Linked DNA regions of Mus musculus: all the other regions are linked to region 2. Evidence: chromatin contacts called from public promoter capture Hi-C data. All regions are on one chromosome and are shown on one strand. Each heading gives the region's core, a stretch centred on a gene start, on an enhancer-like site or on the middle of the called end of the contact. The rest is flanking DNA. Distances are from core to core; before and after follow the strand shown.

What was found. Promoter capture Hi-C pulls out the DNA fragments that hold promoters and counts their contacts.
Region 1: a promoter capture Hi-C map of liver shows a contact between it and region 2, with 2.8 times the contacts expected there. The contact joins the promoter of Zfp592 here to the promoter of Arpin in region 2. A contact is called at or near these places in 1 of 39 promoter capture datasets (liver), 1 of 115 datasets of contacts at active chromatin or transcription factors (large pre-B cells) and 1 of 9 other capture datasets (adipose tissue).
Region 3: a contact with region 2 is called in a promoter capture Hi-C map of liver, with 4 times the contacts expected there. The contact joins the promoter of Slc28a1 here to the promoter of Arpin in region 2. A contact is called at or near these places in 2 of 39 promoter capture datasets (liver and pre-B cells) and 1 of 115 datasets of contacts at active chromatin or transcription factors (large pre-B cells).

Annotation. Positions count from the first base shown.
Region 1 is chr7:80,991,135-80,994,946 of GRCm38.p6, forward strand. Zfp592 (zinc finger protein 592) reads left to right here and starts at 2,550. Exons shown (of 10, transcript NM_178707.4): 1 at 2,550-2,628.
Region 2 is chr7:79,933,032-79,936,731 of GRCm38.p6, forward strand. It overlaps Arpin (actin-related protein 2/3 complex inhibitor), which reads right to left and starts at 2,233. Exons shown (of 6, transcript NM_027420.4): 1 at 2,122-2,233. The coding sequence starts at 2,213. It overlaps Gm31966 (a long non-coding RNA gene), which reads left to right and starts at 2,408. Exons shown (of 3, transcript XR_391645.4): 1 at 2,408-3,149.
Region 3 is chr7:81,112,452-81,116,122 of GRCm38.p6, forward strand. Slc28a1 (solute carrier family 28 (sodium-coupled nucleoside transporter), member 1) reads left to right here and starts at 2,348. Exons shown (of 18, transcript NM_001004184.3): 1 at 2,348-2,426; 2 at 3,072-3,183. The coding sequence starts at 3,088.

The DNA.
Region 1 (3,812 bases), core at 1,300-3,799, 1.1 Mb after region 2:
ACTCAGAAATCCACCTGCCTCTTGGGTGCTGGAATTAAAGGCATGGGCCACCGTTGCCTGGGTAAGATTAATTACACGTGTGTATATACATGCACACAAACACCAGTGCCCATAAAGGTCAGAAGCAGGCTGCTTGATGTGAGTGCTGGGAATCAAACTCAGGTCCTCTGCAAGAGCAGCCTACACTCTTAACCACTGAGCCAGCTCTCCAGCCCCTCACCATGGTTTAATGGCTACAAATAAACTAATTTAACACGTTTTAATTTGGGGCATTTTGTTCACAGGTGTAGCACATTATTTGGGCGGAGGAGGGATAAACGGAGTGATAACCAGGGAATGGAGACAAATTTTCTGAAAAGGAAAGGGCTTTTTGTTGTTTTGTTTCTTTCAACAAGAGGTTTAGGGATAGTGCTGGTACAATGGCTTAGTGCACAAGGACTCTTGCTGCCAAGCCTTATGACCCAAGTTCAATCTCTGGGACTCACATGGCAGAAGCAGAACACTGACTCCTGAGTCTGACCGCCACTCACACACAGGAATGCACACAAAACAAACAAGTTGGGACTACAGACATTTAGGGGGGGAAAGTACCTCAGAAACTTCTACAGATATCAGATTTGCTGAGTATGCCATTTTCTCTATTAAGTGGTACAGGTTTTGTTCTTGTGTTTTGGGGAGGCGGCGGTGGGACAAGGTCTCCTGTAGCTCAAGCTGGTCTCAAGGTGGATATATACATAAAACCAAGATGAGCGTTAAAATCCTGATTATCCCACCTTCAGGAGTAGAATGCCGAGATTACAGGGATTCATGCCACCATAGTATGGGGTTTTGAACCAACTGTAGCCAGAGATTAAAGACAGAGAATTTAGCTGTTTATGGATACCATCTAGGATTATCCTGGTAGCTCATCTGTGGAAAATTGCATGCCTCCCTAACTTACAATAAATAAAAAGTCCTGCCAGGCATAGTGGTGCATACCTTCTATCCCAGCGCCACAAAGCAGAGGTAGTGGGTCTCTGGAGTTGGAAGGTAATTTGGTCTACAGAGCAAGTCCTAGGACAGCCAGAGCTACACATAGAGAAAACCTGCCTCAAATAAACAAGATCCTTTCTTTCTTGGCTTTTAAGGCGGTCTTTCAATGTGTAACCCCAGCTGCTCTTGAACTCAAAATCATCTTGCCTCATTCTCCCAAGAGCTGGGATTACACACATGCACTACCGCACGGGACAAATATTTCTATCTTTATTCATCTTTCGAATCTTGTTGGACAACACGCCTTTTCCTTGGACTTCCTCTTCCCCATTTCCCATCTTTCTGGGATATAAACTATAAATGACTCTGTCTTTGGCTCCTTGAGCTCTCGCTCTCTCTCAAACTGGAACAAATGAAACAAACCTTTCTTTTTACTCCTTCTTAAGATGGAGGCTAGTTTTCCCTTCCTCTCCCTGCCAAACTTCTGGAAAGAATAATTTCTCGTAACTGCCTTCACTCCTTCATCACTACCGCACTCCTCATGCAGGTGTTGGGTTCTGTCGGGTCCTGGCACACAGCAGACTCAGCTGAATGTCAGCTCTGGCCCTTTTGCCAAGTGTGGGCTTTTTCCTGGTTTCTTCGGGAGGAATTTGCTCATGCTTAGCAATCCTGCCTGGCACCAGAACTGGCCTGCCAGTTCCCACCGTCCGACCCTGCTGCCTTACTATCGCGTCCCCAAGGGACTCCAGGTTCTTGGAAAGTCCTGCGGGTCAACTTGGTAATTTTTTTGTCGGCCGCCTCTCCGAGTTCTTGCCCTGGAGTCACAGCCTCCCTGGTGAGCCTGCGAATTGCCAGTCCACCCTGAGAGGTTATCAGCTCCCTCCACCCCAACCCCTCCACCTCCATTCCACTCTCCGAGCGTCCCTTGGCTCCCCCAGAGGTAACACGTCTGAGCGCCCCGCGCCCGCAAGCATGTCCTTCCATCCTGCGACGAGTAGCCATTTAAGGCGCACCTGAGTGCCCAGGCCCACTGCCCTCCTGCTTCCTTTCACTTAGCAGTGCTGCCTAGGCCCGACTCGCCCAGCTCTCCGCGAAGACGACTTCTTCCGAGCTCTTGAGGCGCTCGGCGTCCGGTCGGCCCATAGCCGCGAAGGTACAACGCGTCCCTCCGGCAGGCGGCCTGGGCCGCACCGAGGCCTCAGAGGCGCGTCCGAGCTTCCCGGGCCCAGGTGGCCGGGAGAGGCCGCGCCAAGGGCGGCGGGAGCCAGCCCAGGTCGGAGTCCCGGTCCTGCCTGCGCCGTCCTCGCCCCGCCCCTCCCCGGAGTCAGCGTAGCCAGGGTCGCACCAGCCTGAGGCGGGAGGGAGGCGGAAGGCGCGGGGCCGGGCCAGGCCAGGCCGGGCCGGGCCGGGCCGGGGCAGCTCTATAGCCGCACCGCCCTGGCCGGTGCCCAGGCCCGAGTCGCCTTCCGCCCGCCCTTCCCACCCGCGGCCTCAGCCAGGTCCCGCCGCCAGCCCGGCTCCCGCCCCCGCTCCGCCCCCGGAGCCGCAGCCCCGCCCGCCACCGCCGTCGCCATGTTGTGGCTCCCGCAGCCGGCGCTGGGGACGCGCGCGGCCGAGCCCGGGGCCTGTCGCTGCCGCCGCCGCCGCCGCCGCCAGGTAAGCGCCCCCCGCCGCCTGGACGGGGCGAGGCCACCATCCGGGCCGCTCCAGCTCGGGCAGGGGAGTCTGAGAGGAGCGGGCTCTGCCCGCGCCGCGGCCCGGCCCTGCAGCCTGGTGGACCCTGCCCGCCGCCCCAGGCGGCAGCCACTTCCCCCGATCGCCGCCAGGCGGGCCCTGGCCACCACCCTACCCCGCCCCCGGCCCGGACCCCTTCCGCCGCCGCCGCCCGCCGATCGGGGCGGCCCGGGCACTCCGCTGTCGTCCCGCGCGCGACAGGCGGCCGCCCGCCGAGCCCCCGGCCCAGGCAGGGATAACGGTGCACTTCACCAGGCTGGGACGCCCTGTCAGCTCCACGGTCCCCGCCGCGCGAGGACCTGGCGCCGTCACTGGGCAGACACTTAGAACATCGGCCCTCCTCGGCGCCCCTCAGTCTCCCCCTCAGCCTCGCCCAAGTTCTGACCCCGGGGGTTCCTTCTCCCGGGGCAGACAAGTCTTCCTCCTCCAGAGTTGGGGTGCTTAGGGGGGGGTGACCAGGCCTGTTGATCAGGCTTGAACTGATTTCTCTGCGGGGTCTCTTCCTGCCAACCGAGGGGCTAGTGGGGAAAGGCTCCGTGTGACCCGGGGAGGGGGAGGACAGGAGAGCGTCTGCTGGACAGATGGCCTCCTGGCCTTGAAGCAGCTTTTGTGAGGGGGAGGGGTCCGTATGACCTTAGGTATGCCTGCTCTTGAGAACCTAAGATTATTGGAGGTGGTCAGGTATTTTTTTTTTTTTTTAACTATTTTTACGAGCAGACCAGAGGTGACATTAAAAGTCCAGGGTTGAAACAACCTACAGGCCCACCCAGGGAGCATGCTTTGTAGCCAGGACAAGCCTAGATAGTTTCTGCTTTAGGAGAGTGGGATTCGGGTGGGTAAAATGGGTTTGGACCAGGGTTTGCCCGTGGCCTGTGCTCGTGTAGGAGCTAGAGTGTGATTGTGTCAGGTGTACACCGGCTGAGCACACAATGTGCTTGGCCTGATGGGTGCTGAGTGGGACTTCAGAAGTCTATTTGCTAAACTGACAGGTACATTACAGTGGGAAAGAGAAAGGAGCCTGGTGCTTTTTTTTTTTTTTTTTTTTTTTTGGACCATTTCTACAGCTCCACTGAAGATGGCTTTGGTTCATTACCCCTCCCCCCATC
Region 2 (3,700 bases), core at 983-3,482:
AACTCACTCTGTAGACCAGGATGACCTCAAACTCAAAAATCCTCCTGCCTCTGCCTCCTGAGTGCTGGGATTAAAGGCATGCGCCACCACTGCCCGGCTTGCCTTAAAACTTTTGAACCTGTTTTTTCCTATAAAAAGCCTGCCCTGAGGACAGACTGGTAGGTTTTTCCTTCCTGTGGACCTGGACGTCCAGTATTATGATGGGTGTTCAATAAACTGTTCTTGCTTAACTAAGGTTGGTGTATGTATGGTTTGAGTGGTAATTCCCAGACCCCAACCTGAGCAAGTGTCTTTGGTACAATAAATCAGGTTTCCTTTTTCATTCCCCCCCCCCTTTTTTTAAGATTTATTTATTTATTATATATAAGTACACTGTTGCTGTCTTCAGACATTCCAGAAGAGGGCATCAGATCTCATCACAGGTGGTTGTGAGCCACCATATGGTTGCTGGGATTTGAACTCAGGACCTTCAGAAGAGCAGTCAGTGCTCTTAACTGCTGAGCCATCTCTCCAGCGCCCCTCTCCCCCTTTTTTTAAAGACAAGATTTCCCTATGTATCTCTAGCTGTCCTGGAACTCACTAAGTAAACCAAACTGCTTTGAACTCAGAGACCAACCTGCCTCTGCCTTCCAAGTACTGGGATTAAGGTTGTGAGCCACCACACCTGGGTGCTTTTATTATTTTTTATTTATGTGGAAGTATGTGTGACTGTGTGAGTATAAGCATGTATACTGGTGTGTACTGGTGCCTGTGGAGTCCAGAGAAGGAACCAAATCCCCAACAGCTGGACTTACAAGCAGTTTTGAGTCCCCTGCTGCGGGTGCCAAGAATGGAACCCAGGTCCTCTGGTGAGACGTGGCTTTGCCCACTTTAAAGAACCTCCATGCTCCTGTTCCCATTCATACCTACATGGTCATCAAGGAGATGGCTATTGTCACCAGACAGCTGGAAATTAGAGACTCTGAGATGTGGGAATTAGCCCAAAATCACGGCATCCCACACAGAGTGGAACCAGAACCAGAACTGGCTCCTTATCATTCTATAAAAGGGGAACCTGGGACCTGGGGACCTGGGGACTTTCCACTTTGAAACCATTAACCTGGGGAAAAGGGTGGGTCTAAGAAGACAGACTGTGGAAGAGGGCTGGGTCAGGATTCCTTGCCTCTAATTACTCTTAAATTATTTCCAAAAATATTTAACTGACAAAGACAGGTTATATCGAAGGCATTTATCAAGAAAACTTGATATGTACACATTGCATAATGACTCACACCACCAAATTTATGTATACATTATATCCTCAGAACTTATTCCCCCTTTGACTGAACCTGCTCCACTGGAGACCTTATGAGTTGGACTTTAGATTCCACTTCCTAGATGACGCGATATTTTGGTTTTCTGGGCCTGGCTTCTTTCATGTAGAATAATTCTTGTTGTTTCTGACTGTAAATGAAATTGTCCATCCTGCTTATTACCCTCCGGATATTCCCACCCTCCCTCTATTGTTCCTGCCACACCACAAACTGGTCACCAGTGATGCAGTGTGACAGATGGCTAGAGTTTAGAGCCCTGGTGTGGGGAAAAGACGGAGGTCAGTGGGAACCCCAGCACCGCCTCTGTAGTTCCATTTGGGAGTCTGGGCATCCCTCCAGTGGATATTCTTGCAGGCGGGAATTTCAAGTTTATCTGTCTTCCCAGCGTGTGTTGGCCAGGGACCTTGGGAAGAGCCAGCTGGATGCCTGGGGTGGTTTTGGCAACCCCAGTTTCTCTCCCCAGTGTCCCCTACACCCCCAACCCCCATCAATCTTTGAGCAGGACTCAGATCTTGAGTTCGACAGAGGCCTCAGGGATGCTCCAGGGAGCCCAGGCCCCAGGGATGCTCCCAGGCCACTACGGCTGGCCATAGTAGGGGCCAGGGCCCCGACTCAGCCAATCCTGGCAGTTCCCTTGCCCAGTCCACATCTGGCTAACAATGTGGGAAGGGGAGGGAAGCACAGCCCACCTCTGGCCAGTAGCGGAGTCCCTGGCCCGGTGGACAGAGTACAACCCACCCCTGGTCAGCCGCGGAAGAAAGTGCAACCCATCTCTGGCCAGCAACCGGATGGACAGAGCACATCCTACCCTTGGTGGGTGGCAGGGTCCCAGGTTCCCGGCAGGCGCGCGCTCTGCACGGCCTTGTTGCGGAGGGCGCTATCCTGGTAGATGCGGCTCATTTTCCCCACGCCGAGGCCCTGTGGCTCCAGGAAGCAACCGGCGCGTAGGGCGGGGCACCTCGGGGACAGGAGCTTGGAGGTCGCTGCAGCACCAGCTTCCCGGGTTAACAGATCCGGGAAGCTAGTCCGAGGCGTTCCCAGTTGGGACTTAAAGGGGCCGAGCCTCATTCCTGACAGCCAGACCTCGTGCAGTAACAGGGGGCTTTTGGAATGACCACTGTCCTTCATGTCCTTATAGACTAAGACAGAAAGATCGAGAGTTCGGTCCCCATCTGTACTATACAGAGATTCTGTCTCAAAACACATCAATATACAAAAAAGCGGCCTTGAAGCTTAGGAAAGTAGATCTTTCTTGGGATCTGTTCTGGTAGGACATTTTCTCAGGGAGCAGGAAGGGAGAAGACGGGACAGCAACGAGGAACCACAGAGCGGTCTCCATGGACTCTGCCCTTTTGGACCTCCCCGTGGTTCCGCAATGGCTTAGGGGAGTTCCCAGAATGTGTGACGGAGTAGGGATAGGTCAGATCTGCAGCAAGGGAAACCTCAATCTCTGCAATCCCAGCAAGTTCCTCAACCTTTAATGAGCCTACGCTTCTTGCTCAGCAAAAATAGAAAGAAACGTGTCTAATGGTTTGTAAAGATAGAACTCTCCCTCTCCTAGTCTCGTGGACATAGCATTCATTACTTTGTCTCACACTTCTCAAGGATTCGGATGGATCGATCGCTTCTCTAGCCCCACAGTGCCCTTTGCTCCAGAGTGTCTGCAAGCCTTTTATTCTCAGCCTGCACCCGGGAATCTCCTCCGACCCGGAAATCATTGGGAAATCGTCTTGTTTTATTGGCTCCTTTGTGCCAAATTCTGGCGCAGGTGGCCACATTCTGTTGTGCCAGGTGTGCCCCTGCCTCAGCCACAATGAAGATACCCGAGAGTCCAGGGTGAGTTGTTAGCTTTGGAAGGAGCTCTCTCTCCCACATAGTATCACCACAGAATGGTCTCAGACACTTTATTTTTAAGGGTCCTTCCTCTTTTAACAAAATATAAATATTTTTAAGACATTATTTTATGTATCTCAGGCTGGCTTTGAACTCGCTATGTAGCCAAGGATAACTTCAAACCCCTTTCTCCTTACAATACTTCCCCAAGAACCAGGATTACAGGTGTGGGCCACCCACTGCACCTGGATTATTTGGTACTGGGGGTTCAATCCAGGACTTTATGAACGTTAGGCAAACAGTCTTCTCAAGCCACATCCTCAGCTCCAAAAATATAGTTTTGTGGATCCCTAAAAATGTAACAGACCCTAGACAGGATGTCTGTGACTAGTCAACCCCAGCCTATGTTGGACCTGTCAGGCAGCTCTGTAATTCCCAGAAAGAAGGACAACAATCCTCTGGGGAGGACTGTCCTCTGTGTCCTCTGGCAAGTCCTAGGCTCATAGGCACCTGACTCCTCTGCCTCCTTCCTCTTCTGTCCCTTTCCTGGGTCA
Region 3 (3,671 bases), core at 1,098-3,597, 1.2 Mb after region 2:
GTTTCCTGCCCACACAAGCTAAAAGTCCTGCCTTTGTCTCCCTGCCCAGCCATTGACTGTATGGCAATTCTTTATTACCAATCGAAGCTAGCTGGGGTCAGGGACCCTCAGTGTCTGGCTTTTGGGAGCTGGATTAATACAAAGCATTAGAGCCAATTCCCGACAGCTAAGTGTTTTCCTGAAATGGGATGTGGCTACAAAAAAGAGCTAAAGCAACCAAGGTGCGGCCTCCAAGGGGCAGCACAGGACTCGGGGGTGGTACTCATGCAGCTTTGTTGAGGCCCTTTTGATCTCAGGGAGATTGCATGTGTAGTCACATGATCTTCTTCAAAGTGTTCCATGATCCAGCACCTTGCTTTCTCATGCTTGTGCCTCCCTTCTCTGGCCTGTCAGGGTAAGTGGGACCTCAGAGAACCATTCCCTCAGCAAACAAGAGAGCAGCAGAGGGGGCCAGTGAGGCAGTAAGGGACGAGTCAGAAGCAGGACACCCACCCCACCTCCAGCTCTCTGTCCATCCCTGTGGTCTGCATCCCAATCTCTCAGTCTCCCAAGCCCCTGTGCCCCAGAGAGATTTGACTTCCTGGGTGAGATCCCTGATGGCCACTCCAGCCCTGAGGGGAGCAGCCTGGGAAGGGCACAGGGCACCCTGGGCCGTAAGTGGGGAGCAGGGTGCTAAGACATCAAAGGCAGCTTCCAGCTTGGCAGGGAGCCCACCCTCGGCAGTCCACAGATTAGGGAATAAGTTAGTTTAAGAGTCCAGGGTGAATCGAGATCTTTGGGCTCCCAGCTCAAGGTTCATCCTTGTTTAGAAGGCCAGAGCCTCTGAAGCTGCTGTAAGGAAGGCTGTGAAGTAGCTTGCTCTCTCAGTGAGCCTCTGCCGGCTTCTGGGCACCAAGAGGAAGAAAGAGCAGTGTGTGTGTGTGTGTGTGTGTGTGTGTGTGTGTGTGTGTGTTTGTGTGCGCGCGCGCACGCACAAGAGGAGCCACTGAGAACAGAGGCATCAAAGCGGATAAGGTCCTTTCCCTTCATTGAGGCTGAGGGGGGCTCCTTCAGTATCTGCTCTGGCCCCATCCCAGTCTTGCTCAAGGTAAACATTTATCTTATGATCAAGGGGACCAGTGACCTGACAGTGGGTATTGTATCTCGAGATACAATATACGTATGTGTCCATGTGTGCGTATATGTATCTCCAGATACAATATACGTATGTATCCATGTGTGTGTATATGTATCTCCAGATACAATATAGGTATGTGTCCATGTGTGTGTATATGTATCTCCAGATACAATATAGGTATGTGTCCATGTGTATGTGTGTGTATATGTATATTCAGATAAGCAAGTTGTGAAAACCCTGCAACAGTACAATTTCCTATTGGAAAATGAATAACAAAATAGTGTATACTTAAGGGGAAATAAGAAAAATTCTTAGGCTCTGTATATTTCTATAACACCTTCATGCTTCATTCCGCATGACCAGGGGTGTGGAGATGCACACCTGGAATCCCAGTATTGGACATGTGGAGGCCAGAGGATTGGGTGTTTAGGGCTAACTTCGGCTACATAGCAGGTTCAAAGTCAGGCTGGGTTAGATGAGACGATATTCTCCTAACCCCAATAGAAACAGATAGTTTCTAAGAACAGGGGGTACCACTTATGTCCAGCCTCTTCTTTTCCATTTTTCCAAAACAGCCAGTGTATGCCTCTGTGTGAGGCATCTTTTGTATCATAAAAGATAATTAATTATTAAAGAGTGTGCATCATCAATTATTAAATCCTGTCAGGTAAGTTTAAATTTAGTTTGAAGACTGTAGATGAAAGTGTTGTCCCCCAACTTTGCACGTGTAACTCGGGTGTCACTCTAGGAAGAAAGGGGAGAAGGAAATGGTGTGATTTTGGCTTGTTTCTGCGACTGTGTGATGCTTAGCCCCGAGCCACCACCTGTTTGTGATAAAGACAGCGCTTTCAATATCTTCTAGTTTTGGAAAACGAGTCGCCGATACTGTGAGAAAAGGAGGCTGAGCCACAACACGAAGACACATTTCCAGGATGCTGACAGAAAGAGGAGGGAGAGAGTAACCAAGGTGGCTTCCCAAAGGAGGCGTCCTGGAGCAAGGCCAGGAAGAGGTTGGTTTGGGAAAGGGCAGCAGACAGAGGGCAGGACCACAGAGGACCCGGCTTGAGTGAGCCAGGCTACCCCATCATGCTTTTTCTGAAACAGGCTGGGGTCCCCGCCCCTGCGGTGGCCCTGAGCTCTGGGGAAGCCCAACCTACTTCAGTTTTGGACTCTGCCCAGGAATTTCCACAGAAGTGAACAGGCCAAAGCCCAAGCAGGTTGGACCCAGCCCTCCCACAGCAACCTGTGCTTCAGTCAGTCAGTTCTTAACAGTCAATCCCTCCTGACGCTGCCTTCTCACTACAAATCTGTGAGTAGTGTGGGCTCCTCTCCTCTCCGTACAGCAGTGAATGCGAGTGCCCAGGTAGCAGGCATCCCCCAGCCCTGGCTGCATGCTCCACATGCCCTCTGAGGGTCTGTGTCTGGGGAAGATCTGCTTAGCCAGCTGCTGTTGAGTAGGGAAGGCCTAAGGTGTGGGCAAGAGAGGGACCGCAGTGGGGAAACGGGAGTTTGGGCTCTCATTTGCAGGTGAGCTAACATCTAAAAGCAGCTTCACTGAGAATGAGGAATGTTCGGTTTTGAGTGGAACAGTCCTGGGTAGCGCTGGCTTCAAGATGGATGAAATGAGCACTTCCTCCCCTGCCAATGATTTTCACCGGTTGTAGGAAGTAAAGATAACTAAGGGCTCTTTTCTGAGCCGTGCCCACACCAGTGCCTACGCCATCCCCTCTTTCCCTTCCTGGTGACTGGTGACTAAGGGACAGTTCACTGTTGGAGCTTACAAGGACTTGCATCTCCCAGGATCAGGAGAGAGGGCAGAAAGGGTGTCTCTCCCACTCTCCCCTTCTCTCTCCCTCTCCCTTTCCCCTCCCCCTCGCCCTCCCTCTCTGGTTCCTTTTCTCTCTCCTGGCCCTCCTTTCGGCTGTGGACCCTCTGTGACATCTTTGTCTTTCAGCTGAAGAGCCTAGCACATGGCAGACGACACACCGAGGCAACGAGAGTCCATTTCCCTCACACCTGTGGCCCATGGCCTGGAGAACATGGGGGCCGAGTTCCTGGAAATAATGGTCTGTCCTCTTCCCCTATAGCACCTCCTCAGCCTGACTGGCATCTCACAGGGGTGTGGGGTGGTGTGGGGCTCAGCTTGATTGGCATCTCACTAGGTGGGGTGGCTCAGTTTGACTAGCAGCTCATAGTGGGAGGGCCCCTCAGCTTGACTGGCAGCTATGGGCTGGGGGACTGTGTGTTTCACTCTGTGCTCTGAGCTCTGCTTGTGTAGTACCTCCCCAGCACAAAGCACCCCCTTTATTTCACCCCTTAAACATGTTCTGAGTACCCACTGTGTGATGTACCCACTGTGTGCTGTCAGCAAAGGTCCCAGGAGGGAAGAACATCTGGTCTACAAGATGAGAGGGGAAGCAGATGATGGGGTGGGGTGTCCTTGGCATTTAAAGAACTTGCCATCTTGTCTTGGCTCCCCAAAGGCCAAGCAGAGGACTGAAAAGCTTGACATGATACCTTCTGCCCTCCCTCCCTTCCCTAACAAGGCTCCCTC